Linked DNA regions of Oryctolagus cuniculus: region 1 is linked to region 2. Evidence: chromatin contacts called from public Hi-C data. All regions are on one chromosome and are shown on one strand. Each heading gives the region's core, a stretch centred on a gene start, on an enhancer-like site or on the middle of the called end of the contact. The rest is flanking DNA. Distances are from core to core; before and after follow the strand shown. Region 1 holds the start of WASF1 (WASP family member 1). Region 2 overlaps CDC40 (cell division cycle 40).

Region 1 (5,932 bases), core at 2,321-4,820, 36 kb after region 2:
GGCAGAAAGACCAGCAAAAGGCTCTAATTGTCTTGCGAGATGTTGGGACTCTGAAATAAACAGTGACAGCAGAAGAGGAAGAGATTGGGTAAATACCACTGAGTTGCAAAACATAGGACCGAGCACCCCAAAGTAGAGGCAAACAGGAAAAGAGAAGTCAAGAACAATTCCTGGGAGAAATAAGCAAAATATAAAGGCGATGCCAGTGAAAATACGGCAGGCAATAGAGAGAAGGCAACTGACTTGAGAGAAATTCACAAAGCAGACCAGTTAGACCCAGTTGCATGACTGGTTTCAGGGGCTGAGAAGAGAAAGGGATGCCCTTCTGTTCTTGGCTTGGACTAATGGGTGGGCTGCAGAGAAAGCAGCTTGATTTTTCAGCACAATGAAATCTGTGTCTGAGAGGCATCCTGGGGGAGCTGTTTATTAGACCTTAAGCTAGCAACAAGTTTAGGCATGGAAAAAACAAAAGACAGCTAACATTTAGTGCTATTGTGTGCCGGACCCTGCAAAAGGTTCTCTATGTCTTGATGACAAATCTTATAGCTCTGGGAGATGGGACCAGGGTCATTCAACTTCACAGATGAGAGATCAGGCACAGAAGACTTCCATAACTTATCCAAGGCCACTGAACGTTGGAGGCAGGATTTGAATCCTGGGAGTTTTATCTCTAGAGGCTGTGCAACCACTTCCCAGTGTTTATCTGTGAGCTGAAGCACAGATGGAGGCCAAAGATATGGGAGAATACGTGGAGTACCAAGAGGACTTATAGGGCAGAGTCCTGGGGACACCACTGCTGAAAAGGAGGGCAAGAGAAGAGGGGACCAGGAAAGTTCAGTGTCATCTGCTGAGCGAGTCAAGGCAAAGGACAGAACATGACAATTGCAAGGCCTGGGGCATCTTCCAGGAGGAGCTTCCCAAGAGGCTAGAGCCAGGCTGCACTAGGTTTAGGAGGAAAACTGAAGACAGCTCCAAAAGGCTGAGCTATGAAAGGAATAAAGATTAAGGAGGTCGTGATGGGCTTTAGGGTTGAAGAGTCTGTTAGAAAGACAGGAGGGGCGGGCGCTGTGGCGCAGTGGGTTAACATCCTGGCCTGAGGCGCCGGCATCCCTTTTGGGTGCCGGTTCTGGTCCTGGCTGCTCCACTTCCAGTCCAGCTCTCTGCTGTGGCCTGGGAGGGCAGGGAAAGATGGGCCAAGTCCTAGGGTCCCTGCACCCACGTTGGAGACCTGGTCCTGATCAGCACAGCTCCGGCCATTGCAGCCATCTGAGGAGTGAAGCAGCGGATGGAAGACCTCTCTCTGCCTCTACCTCTCTCTGTGTAACTCTCTCAAATAAATAATCTTTAAAAAAAAAAGACAGGAGGATTCTAAGCATTCTTTCATGACAGATGTCAATTAATAGAAAATAAAATTCATGGAGAGTCTACTAAAACCTCCACAAGGCTCTCTTTGCACTTGACTTTGGAACAACTTAGAAAGGAAACTTTGCCCACGGCCTGGCCTCCTCTCCCCGCATCTGAAGCTTCTGGTCGCCCACAGGAACTCTGCCTGGTCCACACTACCACTGGAGCTGTTGTTGGGCTCCCGTCAGCACAGCCCTGCCTCCGTACTTGAGACACACGAGCCTCTGCCTTCTCAGGGTTGCCTGTCCCGGCTGGTGCAGCACCGGCTTCTAGTTCTCCCTGACAACCTCTGGAAATCACACTCCTTCCTTACTCTGTTATGGAACTCAATTTTCTGCCCTGGCAGGCCTCAATCCACTGTGTCCACTCTGCTCCGACCCGTTTAACTGGCAACTTCTTTCACTAGAAATCACCTAATGATGGCACAGGCTGACTTGTGGGCCAATGTGCCTTCAGCCCTTTGAACAGCTTCCTCGATAAATATTCGCTAAATGAACTCTAAAAGCCCAATATCGGCCTTTATCACATTCCTCCAATGGCATTGTGCCTGCTCTTCCTCAAATCCAAGGCCTTTTTCTCACTATTTTAACACATAATCAACAACAGCTAACAAGGATCGCACTCGCACTAGATACCAGGCTCTGTGCTATAAACTTTATTTATATAAATGGTCTCAATCTTCACAAGAATCCTCCCAAATACAAAGGTGCTTTGAAAATTGTCTCCACGGCGAGGAAAGAGAGGAGGCTGCCTAACTTGCCCAAAGTTCACACCAGTGGCGGCGCACGGATTGGAACCTGGTTCTTACTTAAAAAACAAAACAAAGCCGGGCCACTGTTCACTTCGTACCCCAGCTTGTACAGTTCTGGTCTAGTTTCATTCCTGTTCTGAGATTACACCGGCTTCGTCCAAGCCTTGTCCCAATCCACCCCGCTTCCCACCTGCTTTCTGACAGCGGGGGGCGAGGGCAGGGGTTCTGGGGGCTCTAGAGGGCTGCTCCGCAGATGCAATCCAAGCGTTAGAGACTGGCCTCTCGGCGCCGAGAAAGAGGCAAAACGTGGCCGAACAGCGGCCGGCGGCGACTTTGGAGCTGGAGCCCATTCCCGCACCGCAGCGGTGGCCGCAGCACTTACCTTAACTGCCACCTCCGGAGCCGAGTCCACCGCCACTGCCAGCGAGGGCTTGGCCGAAGGCGATTTAGTCAGATGCATGAGAGACTCGGCGGCTGGCAGCGGACATCGGCCGCCTTCACTGTCCGAGTCGGATTCGGACCCCGAACCCGAACCGTAGGAAGCGGCCAGAGCTGCAATAGCAGCCGACATGACGGCAAACTGATCCTCTGCGGACACCAGGCCCGGGCGGAAGGAGAAGCGGCTTCCAGGTCCTGACAGACAGCCGTGAAACACATTATTTACTTCCTTGGCTAAGAAATCATTTGTAACATTTTGAAAAAAAAAACAGACCAATTATTATTTGAATAGTTTCTATAGGATTAAGAGGTTGGAAACATTTACCTAAGGAACCAGTTTTAACAGCTGGTCACTTTCAGGACCTGGAGGACTAGATTAAAAACTACGAGTTCAGAAATACCTGGAGGCCTTGCGGCCACACACTCCCGGCGTGCAGCGCGGCGGGAAGTGCGCGCAGGCACCATGGGAAATGTAGTTTAGGGCGAGAAGGCGGGGCTGGCGGGCAGGTCTCTCCTCGACCCCGCCCCTGGATGGATGGTTCATTCAATTGGCTATCATCTTCCCTCATTCCCTCGCCAAGCTGGGTTCTCTCCGTCCCCCTCCCCCAAACTGAGGTTTGGGTAATACCACAGAGCCTCCGGAAAGGGGGGAAACGTGGTCTTCACCCCCACGGATGGGCGAGTGGGCGGAGGCTCGGTTTCCCATCACCGCAGCGCCTGGGCACTGGGGGCTGAAGAGGAGAGTGAGAATCTTGAGTTTGAAGACCTGTCACTGACCAGGAATAGCTCCTGGGTGGAAGGCTGGGAAATTGGGAGCAGAGAGTCCCGCGGTCCCCCCTGCCTCTGGCGCGGGTCCCCGCGCCCGGTTGTGGAGCGTCGCGCGCGGGGAGGGGGCGGGTGAGGCAGCGGCGGCTCGCGGTGTTGTTCGCTCGCGCGTCGAGCGCAGTGTGGGTCCGGCGAGCGGCGGGCGCCCCGGGCGGCGTTCCCCGCGGCCCGGCGCCTCAGCCGCTGCCCCGAGCGGGTCCCACCCCCGGAGCCTGCCCTTCCTGGGGGCTCTCGGTGGAGTCCCGGGAGCTGAGCGGGACCGGCGGCCGCCGCCGAAGCATGCAGAAGGGGTAAGGCACGAGCCCCTAGGTTTCACGGTGAGCGCGGCTCTCTCAGGGATTGTTTCCTCGGGGGAGGGGGCCGGGGAGAGGAACTCGGTCTCAGCGGCCGGAGCTGGAGCCGGGAGGCGTGTGCGTGGCTCTCCTGCCCGCAGAGGCGGCGGGGGTGGGTGGGCTCGCCTCCCCCGCCCCCATTCGCGGGTCTCCCGAGCTCCCGCCTCCCCGCCGCCGGCCCGGCTGGTGCTGCGGGGAGGCGGCGGTGGGCGCGCCGGGGTCTGCGCTGCGGGGACCGCCCTGAGGCGGCTCGGGGCGGGGACTCTGCGGGTCTCACCTGAAGTGCCGCCGCCTGGGCTCCCCAGCCCGCCCGCACCCTCGGCCTCTCGCCCGGGAGCCGGCTGCAGCCTCGGGTGGCCGAGAAGCCCCGGGCGGCTCTGCGTGCCCGAGGCTCGGTGCAGCCCGCTGGCGCGTTTGCGTGTTTGCGCCGCACGTCGGTGTCTGAAGCTATAACGGTAAAGCGGGTGCGGGCGTGCGGGTTTTCCTTTGAAGAGGAGGCGAAGCGATGCGGTCGCCCCCGCTGCCTACTCGTGGGGGGTGGGGAGGGGGCGTTGGGCAGAGTTAGGGAGCCGCTTGCTGGGCTGTGATGTCGGCGGGACTCGCCCATTGTGCCACCCAGATAATTATTCAACTATGCAGCATCCATTGCACCTTTGGCGTTGTTCTCCCCTGGCTGCAGCGTGCCCCCTAGCTTCCGTACTCTGACACCTTCTGCACTCGCGGGGCCTGAGCTGGAATAGTGATGACAGCACATCCGACCCGAGCCTCGGCGACCTGTTCTGTAGACGGTTGATCAATTAAGCCCCAGCTAGAGTACGTACTTCAGCAGGGCTCACTGTGGTTCCTTTTTTGTAAAAGATACGCCTTGCATTCTGAATGCTCTGTGTTTTTTTTTTTTTTAATTTTATTTTTGGTGGTAGCTAAATCTTGTTCCTGTTCTGTAATAGATGTGATGGATGTATTGCTGATTCAACCCCTCTCCTGTTCTTTCCTGTGAGTCGTAGGGAACTTTGATTGGTCTAGTTGTTGATAGCGCTATGTCTACACATGTAGTCTCAATCTGAACTCTACGGGAGCAATTTATCCTTTTGCTCTTAAGCTTCTGTTGGGAAAAGTTTTTATTTGTATTGAATATTTTAATAAAGTATTTGAATAAAACATCTCAAGTTTTGAATGAGAAAACTTTGGTATTTAATTTCACCAGTAGAATATTTGAATATTTGATTGCTAACCATAGCCTACAGTGGAATGAATGATGGGGTTTTTAATCGTACCCTAACTTAGCTGAATTTTATTTTTTATTCAGTTGTTTTCTTTGTAATATCATGTATTTACTTGCAGATCTTTTTCTTATGTTTCTAACTTCTGTCTACAAGGATAGCTATGTTCCAGTTTTACATGCTGTACCTGAAGGATGACATTTTTTTGCAAATATTACAAGCAACTGTTGGGTACTTGATGCTTACAAATTATTGTTTAAAAATAAATAATTCACTACCCCAAATAAGTGTTTTCCTTTGATTTTTGTAATCTTCCCTTTCCATTTTTCCTTTTTTAGGCTTCTTGCATTAACTCTTTTGATGAAACAGAATTGCAGATAGGCATTGCAAAGGCAATTTGAAAAGTACAGGACTTGTTTTCTGGCACTTGGAAGTGGCACACGTATGTTCATGCTGTAGGATCAGTTGCTTCCTTGAGAAATGACCTTGCAATTTACAAAATGGATACCTTTGTGCCTTGGTTTCCTTATGTGTAATGGAGATAATACTCATTTACTCCACTAGGTTGTATGTGTGGATCAGTAAGTATGCTTCATAATGCTTTTAAAGGAATTTAAATACTTTAGCTGATAAATTGACACTTTCAGTGAAAACTACAATGAAAAAATGTAATATGGATTTTCGCTGCCATGTTAGAATGACTGATTCACGTTGATTTTAATTTGGAGCAATACTTAGAGTGATACTTCTAAATTGAAGAAAGCTTTTCATCTATCAGTTGTTTTTAATTGCAGACATTAGGTATTATAGTAAATAAGTATAGTTATAAATAATAGGCATAAATAATACTGATAAAAATTATGTGACTTGATAATGAACAAGTATAATATTGAATTAAGTTTGTGAAAAATTAAGCTATCTGGAAATATTAAGGCCTTTTTCATTAAAAAAATTTGTAGGTG
Region 2 (5,167 bases), core at 814-3,313:
AACCAGTGATGGGTTTACTTCAAACACAAACACCATAGAGATGTCGCTCAAATAAAATAAAAAGAAAAAACTGAATGAGATATTGCATATTAGTACTTAGCATAATGCATGGTAAACAGTAAGTGTTTAATAAATATTAGCTATTATCACTTCATTTAAAAGATGGCTTTTTAATTATATAAATTACAAAAGCCACAATATACCAATGCAACTAATATGGCTGCAAATATATAAAACCAATGGGCACAAAGGAGTTTATACTGACATTTTAATCAATTTGAGCAATCAAGTTTATTCTGTTCATGTGACATTCATTATGCTTCTGTTAAGTGCAGTACACTGTGCTAGGTGATGTAGGGGAACAATAAGATAAATTAGATGAGCTAGGAAGATTTTCAATCTGCTTACCTGTCAATATGTTTGTATTATAAATGGTATATTGCTGGAGCAAAGCTCATAGTGAGAGCCACTTCATAGCTGAGTTTCACCTCTACAATTACATTTTGTGATATTAACTCTTAGTCAATGATAGGAGAATCTGCAATTTGAGAAGGTATTGTTTTGCCACAGAAGAGTACGTACACGACTGCATATATAAAACGCTAATTTAAGATAAACAGGTATATGTGTGTCAGTTCATGTCCCAGCTGTTCCTCTTCTAATCCAGCTCTCTGCTATAACCTGGGAAAGCCCTAGAAGATGGCCCAAGCACTTGGGCCCCTGCACCTGCATGGGAGATACATAAGAAGCTCCTGGCTCCAGGCTTTGGATGGCTTAGCTCTGGCCGTTGTGGCCATTTGGGGAGTAGACCAGCAGATGGAAGACCTTTCTCTCTGTCTCTCCTTCTCTCTGTCTGTAGCACTACCTCTCAAATAAATAAATAAAATCTTAAAAAAAAAAAAAAAAAAGGTAAACAGGTAGTAGTATTGCATAAGTGAGCTTTTACCCGTCTCGGTGTCCCAGAGCTTCAGGTATCTGTCATAGGCTGCACTAAGAAACTGTGTTCCTGCGGTGTTGAAGCAGATGTCCCTTACGGCTTTACTGTGACCTAAAGGGAGAGCCAACAGAAACGGCAGTGAATCGAAGTTTTGTACCTTCTCTTCAAACACAAACACCATAGAGAGCAACAGCACTGAACAGCGGTTCCCAAGTCAATCGTGAGTCATGAGCACTGGGCCCCCACTGCCTGATTTACTGACTTAGCATCCGCTGTGTGTGGGCCGAGGAATGTGGGTGTTTTTCCCTTTCAAGAAGCTCCTCCGGTGATTCTGATGCATAATGCTTTGGTAAGAACCAAGGCAAAAGGTATAATTATTTTTTTAAAGTTTGTCATGGCAATCTCTTAAAATGCAGTACATATAACAGATGACTAACTAGCCAGGAATTTACGGGAACATAATAGACCAATTATTGCCAATGAAAGAAATGACTACTGGAAGTTTGGAGGTTCACTCTGAGACAGCTCACCAGGTTGGAAGCGAAAACAAAGTGACTTAACCTCAAGTTCTGGAAATTATAGCCCTTGCCCAGTAACTGTGTATTTCTGTGACCACGCTACCAAATTCCCTAAACTGATTCAGAATCTCAAAGACAAAGTGTTTTTGAAAAGTATAGTATCAGCATCTATTTTGTTTGGTAATAAATTAATTCTAAGGTGCTGATTATACTTTACTAGGAAGTCAATCTTGCCAGGGAATTAACTCTTCTGAAAGTTACTGAGATAAATGAAACATGGCTAAACAAAAGCAGAAACTTTCCTGGCCCTGAGTCACCACCACCAATGCCGTGGCAACCAGGCATTCTTTTTCACAGCAGGAGTCTTGGTCAGAGCTGTTATCCCTTCCCTGTTCTATGGAAAAATGCTCTTCTACTACATGGCAACAGAAGAGGACCAAATCCACTACATCTGATGGAGACATTTTGTTCCCTTGCACCCAGCAAAGAGCCTTCCACAAGTCTTCCCTTAGGCTGCTGTGGCACCTTGGGCAGGATTTACTTACGCACTGAAGTCCTAAACTCATAACTAAGCACTAAGAACAGACTCCCACATGATTCTAAAAGCAGAGCCACTGCAAGCCACACACAGTTTGAATGTGGGCTAGTTAAGTTTGGGGAGAGTAACTCGCCTTCACACAGAACGAGAAAAACCATCAAGCTTTCCCAAAAGCTGCTTGTCTCAACGAGGTCCTCCCTCTGGCCCTCTTCTTCAAGAAGTTCTCTCAATCTTATCCTTCTTGATTGTGACTGCCACCCATCTAATGGCTTATTCAACAGTCTCACCTCCATCTCCCAAAGGCAGTTCTAATACATGAGTCTCAGAGCACATCTTACTCTTACGTTCTCTCTCTGACTGAACGGTCCCATGATACATCCAGTCACCTGGGGGTCACCCTAGATTCCTGCCATACTCTTCTCACTCACATTCCCTAATTAATACCACTGACTTTAACTCTTAATGGTTCCTCTCTTCTCCATCTCTGCTGTTTTGGCTCATCATCGCTATTTAGTCCAGGTCAGTGGAATACAGCAACTGTTTAATGGCTTGTCAGTGTTCTTAGGATACAGTCTAAACTCTTGATTAGTGGCACATAAGGAAGGTCCTCCAAATTCTGATTCCCCTTCAACTATTTTTTCCACTTTCGTCTCTGCCCATCCTACAAACCCCCCACCCCACCGCACCCCCAGTTCTGAAATCTAAGTAACCCCCTGCAGCAGCACACTTTCTCACACCACTTTGGGTTTTGCTTCTGCTTTCTTCACTTCCGACTTCTCTTTGTCTCTGTGGGGAAGCTTAGTCCTCTTTCCAGACCCAGCTCAGAGCTATGAAGACTTTCCTTCACATCAATGTAGCCAATTACTGCCAATAATGTCACTGTACTTTGAAAAGCCTTCCCAAACAGATTTATAGCCAGAAAGAAAAAAAAAAAAACATTACCAATAAATGTTCGCAGACAGCGGCGGTCTCCATAAACCTCCCACAACTGGGGAGAAAAAACACGTGGAAATATCAAATTTAGTAAAAGTCTTTCAATCAATAACAGTTAAATGCTGGCTATGTGTGTGCATAAGTGTGTGTGAGAACAAGGGATTTAAGCATCAAATACCACATGATACTACCAGTTTGTACTGTATTATTTCAAACACACATATGTGCACACAGCTCTCTTTAAAACTTTCATTTTACATCCAAACATCAAAAGGACTTAACTATGGATCAAGTTAATATGAGTGATTTTCATGCTCTTACTGTTTTTTTCCTACATATTTTCTATGATGAAAAGTTACTGCCATGTACATAACGTTTTGATACTGAAAGTGGTTTTTTTTTTTTTTTTTTTTCATTTTACTTTTCTGAAGGAACACATAAAAGCTATGTTAAAATGATGATCTGGGGGACAATGCTGTGGTGTAGCGGTTAAAGCCACCACCTGCAGGGCTGGTATCCCATAGGGGAGCCTATTTGAGTCTCGGCTGCTTTACTTCTGATCCAACTCCATGCTATGGCAGAGAGAAAGCAGTAGAAGATGGCCCAAATTCTTGGGTCCCTGCACCTGCGTGGGAGACCCAGAAGAAGCTCCTGGCTCCTGGCTTCAGACTGGTGCAACTCTGGCCATTGCTGTCATTTGGGAGTGAACCAATGGATGGAAGACCTCTTTCTCTTTCTCTCTCACTTTCTCTCTCTGTGTAACTTTGACTTTCAAATAAATACAATAAATCTTTAAAAAAAAGATTTATTTATTTATTTATTTGAAAGACAGAGTTACAGAGAGAGGTACAGAGAGAGAGGTCTTCCATCCGCTGGTTCACTACCCAGATAGCCGAAATGGCTGGAGCTGCATCGATCCGAAGCCAGGAGCCAGGAGCCAGGAGCCAGGAGCCAGGAGCTTCTTCCAGGTCTCCCACGTGGGTGCAGGGGCCCAAGGACTTGGGCCATCCTCTGCTGCTTTCCCAGGCCATAGCAGGGAGCTGGATTTGAAGAGGAGCAGTCGGGACTCGAATTGGCACCCATATGGGATGCCTGTGCTTCAGGCCAGGGCTTTAACCTGCTGTACCACAGTGCCGGCCCCAATAAATAAATCTTAAAAAAAAAATGATGATCTAGACTAAAATAACAGGTTGTAATTCTCATCATATCTAAAGTGGATTAATACAATAGCTTCAAAACTAGCACTATTCTTGCCTGCCTCCAATCCAATCCTTAATAAAATAATAATGCTAGTCTCTAAAAATAAAAAGCATTTCCTGGCCACTCAGCACCAACAAGATGGTCTCAGTCCCAGTAACAAGCTGGTCAAGGACCTCCAAGACCTGGTCCCTTGTCTGTGGACTGTAATCATTCTTTGTCTCAGATTTTATGCTCTGGCAACCACAAAACTGTTATAGTTTCCAGGATATATCATGCTGATTCATCCCTTTCCCTTGTCTCAAATATACTCCACTCATGTCCCCTTTACTTCACTAAGGCTCCTACTGAGGTATGCTCCCTCTTTGAAATCAGAACAGCATCCACCTGCCTTACATTGATAAAGTACATCATAATGAATTCATCACCCTAAGGCTAGGGACAGTGCCTTAATATTTTTAATCCTTCGCCCACTGCCCACTGTACTTAATAAATGTTTACAGAAATGAGCTCAAGTGAAGTCTATATGTTTTTACTTGGTCAAAGAGAAGATCATAATCTCAACAGCATAAAGTGAAAGGAAACAAAGGCTGCTACTCCAAATTCTATTTTGGGTGATTAGAGACAAATGCCTAAATGGTTGTTCTCAACAAAAGAAGCTGCCTTTCTATATTGTTAATATATATCAATTATTTATAAAAGATAAAACTTTAATGATTCAACTTCCCAAGCCCCAAGAGCACCGCAGGATTGGTATTTATTGAACCATCATAATGATATGGACCTAGAGAACACAAAACAGGTAAGAACTAGCCTTACCAATCTAAGATAGTTCTCAAGGCTTTCATCATGCCCAAGCTGACACGCACTGGCCACTGAATGCTTCTACCACAGACTTCGTAGCCGAATAAAGCTGAGGGTGGAGCTTCCCAAGACCACCAAATGTGGGAGAAGGGCTGGGAGCCTTTCTGCTACTTGATGTCTACTAGTTTTCAGAAAAAAAGGATGAATTTCATTGTCTCTTCTTTACAAATGGGGTTTCTA

The links. Hi-C and Micro-C count contacts between places; a contact is called where the count stands out from the background.
Region 1: a contact with region 2 is called in a Hi-C map of skin fibroblasts, with 4 times the contacts expected there. The contact joins the promoter of WASF1 here to the enhancer-like site in region 2. A contact is called at or near these places in 2 of 6 Hi-C or Micro-C datasets (skin fibroblasts and an unstated tissue).

What each region holds. Positions count from the first base shown.
Region 1 is chr5:61,318,672-61,324,603 of mOryCun1.1, forward strand. WASF1 (WASP family member 1) reads left to right here and starts at 3,571. Exons shown (of 9, transcript XM_051854424.2): 1 at 3,571-3,708. It overlaps CDC40 (cell division cycle 40), which reads right to left and starts at 3,129. Exons shown (of 16, transcript XM_051854422.2): 1 at 2,995-3,129; 2 at 2,538-2,788. The coding sequence starts at 3,058.
Region 2 is chr5:61,283,753-61,288,919 of mOryCun1.1, forward strand. CDC40 (cell division cycle 40) reads right to left here. Exons shown (of 16, transcript XM_051854422.2): 10 at 2,936-2,981; 11 at 947-1,048. Among named protein-coding and RNA genes, the nearest start is that of CDC40, 35 kb to the right of the region's middle. Within about 2 kb of position 2,064, at least 1 of the 8 cell types and tissues checked has an H3K27ac peak or open chromatin away from gene starts, as enhancers often do.